2 separate regions of the Mus musculus genome follow, and region 2 is linked to region 1. Evidence: chromatin contacts called from public HiChIP or PLAC-seq data. All regions are on one chromosome and are shown on one strand. The core of a region is the stretch at or near the end of the contact, and the rest is flanking DNA. Distances in the headings are between cores, read along the strand shown.

What was found. HiChIP or PLAC-seq counts read pairs in DNA pulled down with a chosen protein or histone mark.
Region 2: a contact with region 1 is called in an H3K4me3 HiChIP or PLAC-seq map of intestinal villus epithelium, with 7 read pairs. The contact joins the enhancer-like site here to the promoter of Ciao2b in region 1. A contact is called at or near these places in 1 of 39 promoter capture datasets (macrophages), 3 of 115 datasets of contacts at active chromatin or transcription factors (embryonic stem cells, intestinal villus epithelium and pancreatic cancer cells) and 1 of 9 other capture datasets (liver).

The regions. Positions count from the first base shown.
Region 1 is chr8:104,640,328-104,646,324 of GRCm38.p6, forward strand. It overlaps Ciao2b (cytosolic iron-sulfur assembly component 2B), which reads right to left and starts at 1,401. Exons shown (of 5, transcript NM_026753.2): 1 at 1,222-1,401; 2 at 984-1,063; 3 at 641-766; 4 at 193-238. The coding sequence starts at 1,363. It overlaps 1700082M22Rik (a long non-coding RNA gene), which reads left to right and starts at 1,423. Exons shown (of 3, transcript XR_003947594.1): 1 at 1,423-1,556.
Region 2 is chr8:104,678,939-104,684,868 of GRCm38.p6, forward strand. It overlaps the pseudogene Gm7208. Among named protein-coding and RNA genes, the nearest start is that of 1700082M22Rik, 40 kb to the left of the region's middle. Within about 2 kb of position 3,408, at least 3 of the 459 cell types and tissues checked have an H3K27ac peak or open chromatin away from gene starts, as enhancers often do. A contact at or near this core is called in intestinal villus epithelium, where this site is marked.

The DNA of each region.
Region 1 (5,997 bases), core at 151-2,650:
TGTCCCTGTGTACTTGAGGACCACAGGAGGGTGGGTCATGGGAAGCAGGAGATTTCAGTCAGGCCAGCTTTGGTCTAAGCTGTAGTATGGCCATTTTATTCACTTAGTCCCCTGGTCCTAATCTTGCCCCCACAGATGACTGTGGCAAAGGGGAAGCCTCACCTAGTTTGGGGCCCAGCAGTCCACACTAACCTGCATGCTCGGAGGCGTGGGTCCCGGGTGTAATGTGTACATCCATCTGCAGGAAAGACAATGTGGGCCCGAGCATTTACCCGCCTGTCCTTTTCTTTTGGACACTACCTCCCAACCATCTGAACTCCCAGTCACCCCTCTTGATTCTGGCTCTTCCAAGCCACCCCAAACCCACCTGCAGTCAGTCAATCCACTTTTACCCTAGGACCTAGTCAGCGACTATTGACTTTAAAAGCCTTCCAGTGCCTCGATCGATCACGCCCATTCACAGCTCCCAGCTGCCCTTTCCACCACACTCCTATTTTCTGGAGTTTTTTCCCCCCAATATTCTTGTCACATCAACTTGGGGGTTCAACTCTGCGAGTTCGGATCCTTCCGATCTCCGCCCGATGTCCCCTCGCCCGCCCCAGTAGTTTGTTTCACCCTCGGGGGCTTGACTCCAACTGACCTTGAACCGCTGGGGAAGGGATCGCAGCAGCTTGACTTTGATGGAGAGGCCAATAAGCGTGGCCATGCTGCAGTGTGGGATGGTGGGTGTGAAGGCCACTGCTACTGTGCTCTCTGGGTCGCTAACCTGCGATGACAAGGGAGATCAGATCGCAGTGATCGCACGGCGGCCCCTAGCCCAAAGACACTCTTTAGTTTATCGATTTGGGCAAGTCACCCAACTTTTTATCGGCTCCATAAACATTAACACACCTCCCACAGATCCTCTTGGGGGCTTGTGAACGGAGAACACCAGCCTCTGAGGTACAACGGTACCTTTTTGATTACTCGAGTAAACTACTCACCTGAATCCGAACTTGCTCTACTACGTTCAATTCCTCCAGTGTCAGTGGATGCTCCGGGTCATTAATGGAGCGGATAAGATGTGCCAAGTGAAGGAAAAGGGACTCTAAGTTTTGGCCCACTCAAAATCTCCGCAGGCAACGCCTAACCGGGACACCCCTCCACCAGCGGGCTGCGCATCACTTCTTGCCGACACCCCAAGCCCCCACCGTCCCGCCAGCGCCCTGCAGCGACGGATATCGAAGATCTCCCGGGCGTCGATGCTGTCCGGCACTTCCTCATCTTCCTCGCCCGCCGTCACTGGCCGCTCCCCGGAACGCTCATAGATGAGGGGGTTAGCGTTCTCTAAGAGCCCGCCGCCGCTACCGCCGCCGCCCACCATCCCGGAACCGCGGTTCCCACAATCCCCCGGTGGTGTGTACTTCCGCTCCTTCCGCGCACTTCCTGGGAACGAGGAGAGGGCGTGGTGTGGCTACGGGGTCGTGCAAGGGACACGCCACACTCCAGGGATTCGGCGAGTAGTTTGCTAGAAGCGGTGTATTTGTCGTGCGGGCTACTCCGAAAGCGGGAAAAATGTTGGTAGCTCTCGCCGGGGCGTCCCTTCGGTTCTTAGCCGTGGGATCCTGTTGGGAGCTGGATCGCAGGAAGCCAACACCGTCTGACAAGGGCACTAAAGGCTCCTTGTGATTGGGCCTTGGGACGCTCCAGCTCGCTGTCACGCTATCGTAGAACCGTAGATCTAATGACACGCTGGTTTCCTCTAGTAGGAATCGGCAGCACTAGTTACATGCTTGTTAAGTAGATACGCGATCCTAAACTCTCACCTCAGAGCATCCTAATGTAGACCGTGGTGACCTCTAGGCCACTTGAATCTGATCTGCCCTGAGAAGGCAGCACTTAATTTATCCTATAACCCCTCCCTACCAGACTGTCTCCTTTGCTGTCAGCCAGGCTATGGAGGCCACGAATGCCTTAGCAGGCAGAAATATCATTCTTGGCATGGGTGATGTCATGTCCAGCTTGTCTAAAGAATGGGAAATTGCACATATAATTCCCACAGTCTTTTTCGTAACTCAGGAGAGGCAGGGTTGGTGGAAGACAGACTTGTGCCATTGGGACCAGCACACGTGGCCCATGGCTGACTGCTCGCAGGACTGAATGATGGCAGCAGGTCCAGAGGTCCCTCAGTGAGCCTGGATGGATAAGCTGGGGTCTTGTAGTGGGTAAAAACAGTGTTTGAAAACAAAGAGTACTTTGACAAGGCTGACCTAAAGGTCACAAGGAGGTAGCAACACCCACAGTGCGGCGCCCGCTGATAGAACAGACTCAACTTTGATGCCATCTGTACATTTCCAGTCCCATCATGACCAGTCACATGGGGAAATCTCTTTCATTTGAGTGGTATTGATGTGGGTGTCCACGCCTTCCTGCTAGTTCCCTTCGCCAAGCTGCCTCTAGGGATGCTGTGGTTTATACCCCTGGGCCACCTAAACTGTGTAAAGGATGGGACCTCTGATCCAGCAATGTAAGTTCTCCTGGGGCCAAGGGGACTTAAGGGACCTCTGAGCTCTGGGTCAGGCTGCAGCAGTTTTTCCATCTCAACCCCACTGGGATTTCCAGCACTGTCGGGAAGATTCTCACATTCATTAAAATTTTAACTACATTTGAGAAGAGGGCACATGCCACAATGTGTTAAGTGGAGGTCAGAGGACAAGTTTCAGGAGGGGTTCTCTCTTCTAGTGTATGGTTTCCAGGGATAGAACGCAGGTCATCTTCAGTCATTGCAGTAAATGCCTTTATCCAACGAGTCATCCTGTGTTTCCTCCACCATATATCTGTGCTGCTCTTCATTACTCGGTACCAAGTTTGCCAGTGTCCTGTCTTGCTTCACATGCTCAATAATTTCCCTCGTGATGTTATATATGTCTGAGTTCAGTGAATGGCAACTTTGCTTCACACCCCAGTGACCTGGGTCCCTTTCTCTCTTCTTTACCTTATCTTCTCTCCATCCTTTCCTTCTTCTTCTTCTCCAAGTCCCAGACGTCTTTAATGAATCTGAAGCTTTGGAGGAGACAGAGGTGAGTGGGTACCACAAACTTATGTCCACCTCTTAGCAAGTCTCAAGTTTTTTTCGGTCTGTAAATGGATTATAAATAACCCAAATAGTAGCAGCTTGGTATGTCCTAGGAAATCCAAGCAGCCATAACAAAATCATTGTAAGCTGTAAGCTGAGTGCTATGGTAAATATGTGTGTCTGAACTACTGGGAAGGCTGAGGCTGGAGGACTGATGAGCTCAGGAGTTCAGAGATAACCTGTTCAATAATAGACTCTATCTATCTATCTATCTATCTATCTATCTATCTATCTATCCATCCATCCATCTAAAGATATGAATATGTTTCACATGTATGTGTGTATATATCATGAGCTGTGTGGTTTCTAAGTCAAGATTCAGATATCAGCAGATTTGCTGTGTGGTGTGGGTTAACTATCTGGTTTAAAGATTTCCCTTTTTGTCTTTCCAGGTAGAAGAGATACACAGTAGTACTCATAACCCAGACCTGACAGGCCTGAATCTTAATATCATCACATTGGACATTGGTTTTCAACAAATATGAGCCATAGAAACTTTCAGAACTTAGTATCTAAAGGCCTCTGTTTCAGCCAGCAAGGTTGCCAACAACTGGAAATGCCTCCAACAGCTTCTGTAGCTTAAAGGTCACTTATGACAGATATTTTAAAACAATTTATTCATTCATCTATCCTTGTTTCAAAGCAGTGAGTGGCATTTTTAAAAAAAGATCACCAGTCCACTATTACTTCTAGCCGGGGATAGTGTGCATTTGGCCAGAAATGATTCTGGTTTCTGGTTTCCCCTTCCTTCCTTCCTTCCTTCCTTCCTTCCTTCCTTCCTTCCTTCCTTCCTTCCTCTCTCTCTTTCTATCTTTTTTCTATCTTCCTTCCTTTCTTCTTTTTTTTTCAAGCTTTATTTATTTTTTATTTATATGAGTACACTGCAGCTGTGTTCACACACACTAGAAGAGTGCATCAGATCCCATTACAGATGGTTGTGAGCCACCTTGTGGTTGCTGGGGATTGAACTCAGGACCTCTGGAAGAGCAGTCAGTGCTCTTAATCGATGAGCCATCTCTCCAGCCCCACTCTGCTTTCTTGATGTCCGTTGATATTTGTTCGTATTCTAAAGGTTCTGTAGACATGGTGAGGCTCACACTTGCATGACCACACTACACTGTGAAGATGTTTAACAGTGCACATCAGAAAGGAGGTTGGGGTGTTAGGAGGCCCAGACATAGCCATTACAAAGGATTGCTGTCCCCTGTCTCCCTGAGCACCTATTCCATGTATGGAGGCTTTGTCTGCCTTTTACAGCTCCCTGCATACCTGTGGATCCTGTGACACCCCTATTCTTCTTGGTCCTCCATGTCATTAATTTCCATCCTTACCTTATTGTCATCCCTAAAAACAAAACAAAACAAAACAAAACAAAACAAAACAAAACAAAACAAAACAGAAACCCTGTAAAGGGTGCCAAATTGTGTTGTCTGCATGTTTTCCTAACACATCTCTGTCATCAAGAAGCTAGATCCTGGGCTGACGAGATGGTTCAGAGGATAAGAGCACTGACTGCTCTTCTGAAGGTCCTGAGTTCAAATCCCAGCAACCACATGGTGGCTCACAACCACCCGTAATGAGATCTGATGCCCTCTTCTGGTGTGTCAGAAGACAGTTACAGTGTACTTATGTATAATAATAAATAAATCTTTGGACCAGAGCGAACAGGGACTGAGTGAGCGGGATTGACTGGAGCGAGCAGAGGTCCTAAAATTCAATTCCCAACAAACCAGATGAAGGCACACAACCATCTGTAGAGCTACAGTGTACTCACATACATAAAATAAATAATTTTTTAAAAAAGAAGCTAGATCCTTCTTCCTATTGACCTGAGATGGTCACAACTTCTTGACACTGAGAAAGTGCCTTCTGGAGTTCCAGTTTTTTCAGGTTCTCCAAGTTCCCTCTTTTTTTTTTTTCATGGTAATAATTTTTTATTAGTTATTTTATTTATTTACATTTCAAATATTTTCCGTTCTCAGTCTCCCCTCCTCAAACCTTTCCCCTTCTCCCCTTCTTCTATACCTCTAAGAGGGTGCTCCCTCACCCACTCCTGCTTCACCCCTCTAGCATCCCCCTTTGCTGAGACAACAAGCCTCTACAGGACCAAGCACCTCCCCACTACTGATGCCAGATATGGCAGTCCTCTGCTACATATGCAGCGGGAGCCATGGGCCCATCCATGTGTACCCTTTGGTTAGTGGTTTAGTCCCTGGGAGATCTGAAGGGTCTGGTTAGGTGATACTGTTGTTCTTCCTATGGGGTTGCAAACCCCTTCAGCTCCTTCAGTCCTTCTCTATCTCTTCCATTGGGGTGCTTGGGCTCAGTCCAATGGCTGTGAGTGTGTGCATCCGTCTTAGTCAGATGCTGGTAGAGCCTCTCAGAGGACACCTAGATCAGGTTCCTGCCCACAAGCACTTATTGGCATCAGCAATAGTGTCAGGGTTTGGTGTCTGTAGATGGGATGGATACCAAGGTGGGACGGCCTCTGGATAGCCTTTCCTTCAGTCTCTGTTCCATTTGTAATCCCTGCATTTAGACAGAAACAATTCTGGGTTAAAATTTTTGAGATGGGTGGGTGGCTCCATCCCTCACCTGGCGGCCATGTCTATTTACTGGAGGTGGTCTCTTCAGGTTCTGTCTTCCTGCTATTGGGTATTTTGGCTAATGCCATCCACATTGGGTCCTGGGAGCCTCTCGAATCCCTGGACTTTCTAGTGGTTCCCCGCACTGTTCCTCTTCCCCCAACATCCACCGCTACATATTTCTATTCATTCTCCTGGTCCTCTGGACTTCTGTCTCTTCCCATACCTGATCTTGTCCTCCCCCCCCCCCCATCCTCGTCTCTCTCACACAGGTCCTTCCTCTTTGCCTTCTGTGAT
Region 2 (5,930 bases), core at 2,158-4,657, 41 kb after region 1:
TGGGAAACGACTAGTGCAGAAGAGTCCACCTCACTGTGGGCAGTGCCCCACAGGGCAGTGTTCTGGGTTGTTTAATAAAGCTAACTGAGGAAGCCATGGGAAACAAGCCAGTAAGCATGTTGCTCCTTGGTCTCTGATTCAATTCTCCCTTCCAGGTACATGTCTGATTGTGTACTTCCCTTCCAGAGAGATTATAAACTGTGAGCTGAAATAAACCTGATCCTCCTCATGGAGTTTTTTTTTACAATGGTCATCATCACAACAATAAGCAACAAACTGGGAAACCATGCATAAGGGTTTTTTTGCTAAAGACAAAAGCCACAGGATAGAGGTTTGCTGTCATAGAACATGCTCAGCATACATAAAATTCACTTAACTGAATAATACCAAAGCCCCAGAGGCAAAGACTGAAGTAGCAAAGTAGGGGCTGGTGTTCTTGAGGGCACTTACCTTGTAGACCACCTCAGAAGTGTCAGAGATGAGCCCAGGCAGTTGGGCCACTCCACTCTGCATAATGGCTCCATGAAAGAGTCCTTTGGACACGGGACAGAATATGGGAAGACACACTTGTGCCTCCTGCTGAGACTCCAAATATAGTGACCCTGTCACGGTTGCCTCCAAAGTAAGTGATATTCTTCTGCACCCAGCATAGGGCAGCCACTTGATCCAGGTATCCCCAGTTGCCTCTGGCATGCTGGTCTCCAGTGCTGTGAAGCAGCAGGAAGAAGAAAGTGTGGCTGCCCATGTTCTACTAAGTCCCTTTTACACAGCCCAGTCCCAGGCTTACCTGAAGAAGCCAAGGATCCCCAAGCGATACTGGATGGTGACAATTATTAGTTCCTCAGTGGCTGCCAGTTCAGATACATCATTCATGGAAGCGGATCCTACAACCAGTCCACCACCGTGGATCCATACCATCACCTGGAGACAGAAACTCAGATGCCAGAAGGTCCACACACAGCCCAAGCTCATCTAGACTACCCACTCAGTTATCAACTGCTTTGCTCTGTGCAAGTTGACCTACAAACAGATCTCCTCAGGATCTCAGGATGTGAGCCACAGATGGGGTGCTTTGGGCCTGGGAGCATATTTGCATCCCTATGTCCCCCAAAGGAAATCTCAGCATGGATTAATGAGTCTATGTCTAAATTAAAGTCATTGTTACTCTAAGACCCATCTAAGAAAAACAAGAAAGGAATGCCTTCCTGAGGGGCTTTCCTGATTGCTAATCAGAATGGCCATCAGATCCCATTGGCAAAACAGAACTTGTAGCTAGAGATTTGCATGATGTCAATATTCATCCCTTGTTACCATCCTGAGTGGGTCTGCCAAGTTGATAGAGGAATTCCTGGGTTAATCAAATACCTAGACCCTCTTAACTTTCAGATGCCAGAACTCTGAGTCACTCACAAACAGGTTTAGGCATCTCAACATGGGCCGACATGACTTTCTTGAACCTTAAAATGAAAGACTACTCATCTTGGTCTAAACTACAGTGGAGCTCAGAGTTATTTGGACCCTTCCCATCTTCCAGGGAAAGAAATGAACTCTTCCCCAGCTGACCATAGCCTGGCACTCACAGACAGATTAGAACCCTCCTGGGCATGGGCTGGTGTGTAGATGTTGAGATACAGGCAGTCCTCAGACATAGGAACCATGATCAGCTTCATCTCCTCCATACCTTCTAAATTCATCATAGCTGTCTGCAGACACCTAGTGAAAATGGAAGAAAGGAAGTCCTGCCCATGGTAGGAGGCACCATTCCCTAGGAAGAGGCCTTCTGGATTTATATAATAATAGAGGGAGTCAGTGAAGATTAGTAGGCATGTATGTGCCCTTCAAACGCTGTTACTGATTATTCATGTGATGTGATCAGTTCTCTGAAACTTCTGCCTCTGTGGTTTCCCACCTATGGTTGATTATAAGCTGGGATTGTGACCCACAGTAAAATCTTTCTTCACTAAGTTGCTTATGTAAGGATACTTTATCACAGCAATAGAAAGAGAACAAAGATACTTGGATATTGGGGTACTGTGCCCACATAGCAACTATAGGAATGAGTGGGCAATACCACTCCATAGGGTAGTGAGACATTCTTCAGTTCACTCCCAAGTACCAATAAGGTACCTCCTTGTTCCACATAGTCTCCAGTTGGAAGCATGTGTGCTTGTTCCTTAGTCAATGGCACAAGGACAGTGGATGGTCACAGGGACCATGAAGAATGGGCTCAGTCTCTGCTCCTTACTGCAGTTCCTACAACTAAGTCCCTACAGGGGCCGATCTCTGACCCAGCAGCCTGGCACAGCTGTTCTACTCTAATTCTTAGCACATTCATCAGGAACGCGCATGGGAGATGCCCCTCATCATAGGCAGAAAACTGCTATAGAGCTGAGGTGGAGGAAGCCTGCAGTGTGGCCCAGAGCACAGGCCTGAAGTTCCCTGGGTCCAGAACTTACATGGCTGGTAGTGAGGTCCCATCTCTCACACCACTCCATGGCTCAGGGTCCTCAGGAGGTGCAAAGCGCAGTGGTCCTACAGGAGGCTTGGCAAAGGGGATTCCCAGGAAGGCATGGACACCAGATTTAGTGTCCTTCACGTGGACAAAGCTGCCTCTCACCTGACCCCTGTGGGTGTTCCTGATGGGGCTGGCTGAGTCCTGGCCTGTAAGTGGAGAGACGCCATCAGCTGTCACCACACTTGGGACTTTCTACCTCATCATCACCATGGTACATGGGGAAGGTAACCTGGGTCATCTCAGTTCAGTAGTAGGACGAGGAGATGAGGGCTTCTAGATTCCCTAGGGACAGACACCTTGTCCACTGACCCTCTTCCAAACTGTTAGGACTCTTCCCTAGTCAACAAAGTGACAGGCTCAGAGCCACTTGGCATTAGGCAGGAATTATTGTCATTATCCATGTTCAGTAGGACTTCTAGCCACAAGCACACACAGAGGAGGGACATGTTCTGCTTGTTGTTCTGTCCCTGTTGTCTCCTTAGTATGTGCTAACCTCAGACATCTCTGCCCCCGTGTGCCCTGGTGGGACATTAGCAAGCATGCAATCTGCATGCTGTCACCTGTCATTCTCCACCAGCTCCTTCTCCCTCCCTGGTTCCTTCCATCCTCAATATCAGCCTCTGACTCTGAAAACCTGGAGCAGCTCTGACTCATGTCCCCTCTGCTCTTCTAGAGAGTCTCACCATGCACATGCTGGAGGGGAAGCAGGAGGCTACTGGCTACCACATACAGCCAATCACTAAGTCTAGTGAAAGACATGGTTGAACCTCAGGCCTAAACCTGTGCTGCTGCAGATGAGAATCTTACAGCAGGAAACAGAACAGATTGGCCTGGCCCAGGCAGGAATTTGTACCTTTAGGGGTGTAAGTGTGGACATTTGATTGGATGGGGCAAAGTTCTTATTGTAGAAGACCCGATAAGGCAGGAGCCACAGGGAGCCAAGAGCCAGCAAGCAGGGCAAAGCCACCTCTGCAGTTTCTGCTCCTTCCTTGATCTCTTGGACAGACACAACATAGCACCTGAAGTCCTTCTGGAATGCCAGGGTCCTTGACCTCCAATATGGAATCATTATGATCCCTGACTCTCTTACTCACCATCCCAATGTAGGTATTGATATGAAGACCAGGGAGCAGAAAGCTGTAACAAGAGAAGCCACGGGGCTCCTGTCAATTGGTACACAGTCATGATGCCAAGCTGAAGAGAACAAGGGCAGGAGCTCTGAGTGTCGAGTGTATCTCTTATCCTCAAGAGTCCTCTGTGCTGATGATACTCAGAGCAGTGAGTCCACACTGGAGGCCTTTGTCTGTGATGGTGACCTTAGAATCGCAGATACACCCACCCCTCAATTAGGTTATGAAGGCACTGAAATTGTGACACTTCTGCCCTCCCTCCAATGTGGCCTCTCACATTGCCAGCTCATGTTTAGATCAACTTCACTGCCCATTGGCAAACATTTTACCCTTTCCTACCTTTTAGTTATGTATTGTGTACACATATGTATGTGTATGGGCACTCAGGTTCCATTACACACATGCAGAGGTCAGAAATCAATTTGTAGCAGTCAGTTCTATCTGTCTACCTTATGGGTTCAGGGACCAAGATTAGATTGCTATTCTTGGCAGCAGCAAACTCCCTAACCAGCTGAGCCCCTTGTCAGCACCACCCCACCCCACTTCCACCACAATCTGACTTTGATGGGTTCTGGTATGCATGTCCAGGATATTAGTTTCAAATAAAAAGTCCTAGTAAGCTATATCAAAGAATATACAACCAGGAGTTTACAACTAGCCATACTTGACTTCCTGGAAGAAGTGGTATAGGAGTCAACATGGGGTAGTCTTTTTTGTTTTGTTTTTGTTTTTGTTTTTTTTTTTTGTTCCAAGACAGGGTTTCTCTGTGCAGTCCTGGCTGTCCTAGAACTCATTCTGTTGACCAGGCTGGCCGTGAACTCAGAAATCCACCTGCCTCTGCCTCCCAGGTGCTGGGATTAAAGGCATGCACCACCACTGCCCAGCCCTTGGGGTAGTCTTTTGTATCTGAGATTTGGCTTTGACTCTATGTTTTCATCCCAGAGAATATACACCCCCATAGCCCGGCACTGCTGGTTTCCTTTACAGCCCTGGTTTCTCCTGCCTCCCTGATACAGTGTTATGCCTCTAATATATGCTTGTCCAATCTGTGATCCCAGGCCTTCCTGGAGGATGTTCTACTTTGGGGATTGAAAGGTCTCCAACTCCTCCAATCTCTGGGCCAAGCAGTCAACTTCTTTATGTTTCCTGAACCTTTTTGTGCTTTTTTCTTAACTCCAAACTGTTTTGTAGCTCATCTGGAGGAAAGTCCCGTATCCTCTGCAAAGGACATTTAATATCATTCAGAGGCCAGAGACATGGTAAAAATGTTGACTGGTTTTCTTCTGTTGATGGAGTCAGGGACACAGTCTAATCAACTGTCAGGCAGACAGACAGATATACAGACATTGAAACAGAGGTTTAAGTGCAGAGGCTCAAAGTTCATGGAAATATCTGCATTGAGACACCACTCCACACCCATTTAGCATATTCATTGTTGGCAGAGACATGGAATACCTGGCACCCCCATACATGACTAGAGGAGATTTAAAATGGTGTAGTCATTTTGAAAGACAGGATGATATTTTTCTTCAAAAATTGAATACACCCTTGTCCTATGATTGAGAAATTCTTCTTTCAGGGCTTTAGCACAAGGAAATGAAATTATTGATCAGAAAAATAACAAATAAAGAACAGCAGCAAAAAAAAATCCAAAGTATTAATAAGAGCTTCATTAACAATAGGAAAAAACAACGGAAACTGTATTCATATATGGACTGATGCCCTTTGTCAAAGATGGCAGTTGAATGTCCAAGACTATTAATTAACCGATTAGTAACAGAAAGAGTCACTAGTGATTTCTTTTCTATGATAGAGTATCCAGGGCCCTGGTGTTTCTAAACCATTTCATCATTTCCAATCTCCTCCATCAGAAAGTGGTTGCCAGGAGCAAAGATCAGAGGGTGATGAACATAAATTAACATGGCTTCTTCCTACTGAATAGGGGCAACAAGACATTCTGTAAAGGGGTGGGGAGGGGTAGGAAAATTAGAAAACTTGGTTAGACTTAAGAAAGCTTTAGCATCTGTTATCCAGTCTCTGTATGCCTAGAAGGGTCAGGGCTTGACTGAAGTTCTAGCTAGATCTGTCTGAAAGGCTAGTTAAACCGTCTCCATTTGAAATCAGCAGCCATTCCTGAAGCTGTTCTGGAAACAAGTTTCTGGACAGCATCAGAAAGCAGGGGGCTGGAACAGCAAGTCACTCCAGCATCCCCAAGGTTGAATCTTCCCAATGCTGTACATTCTGCAGTACATAAATTTCACAACCAACATTTTAGTACCATTAGG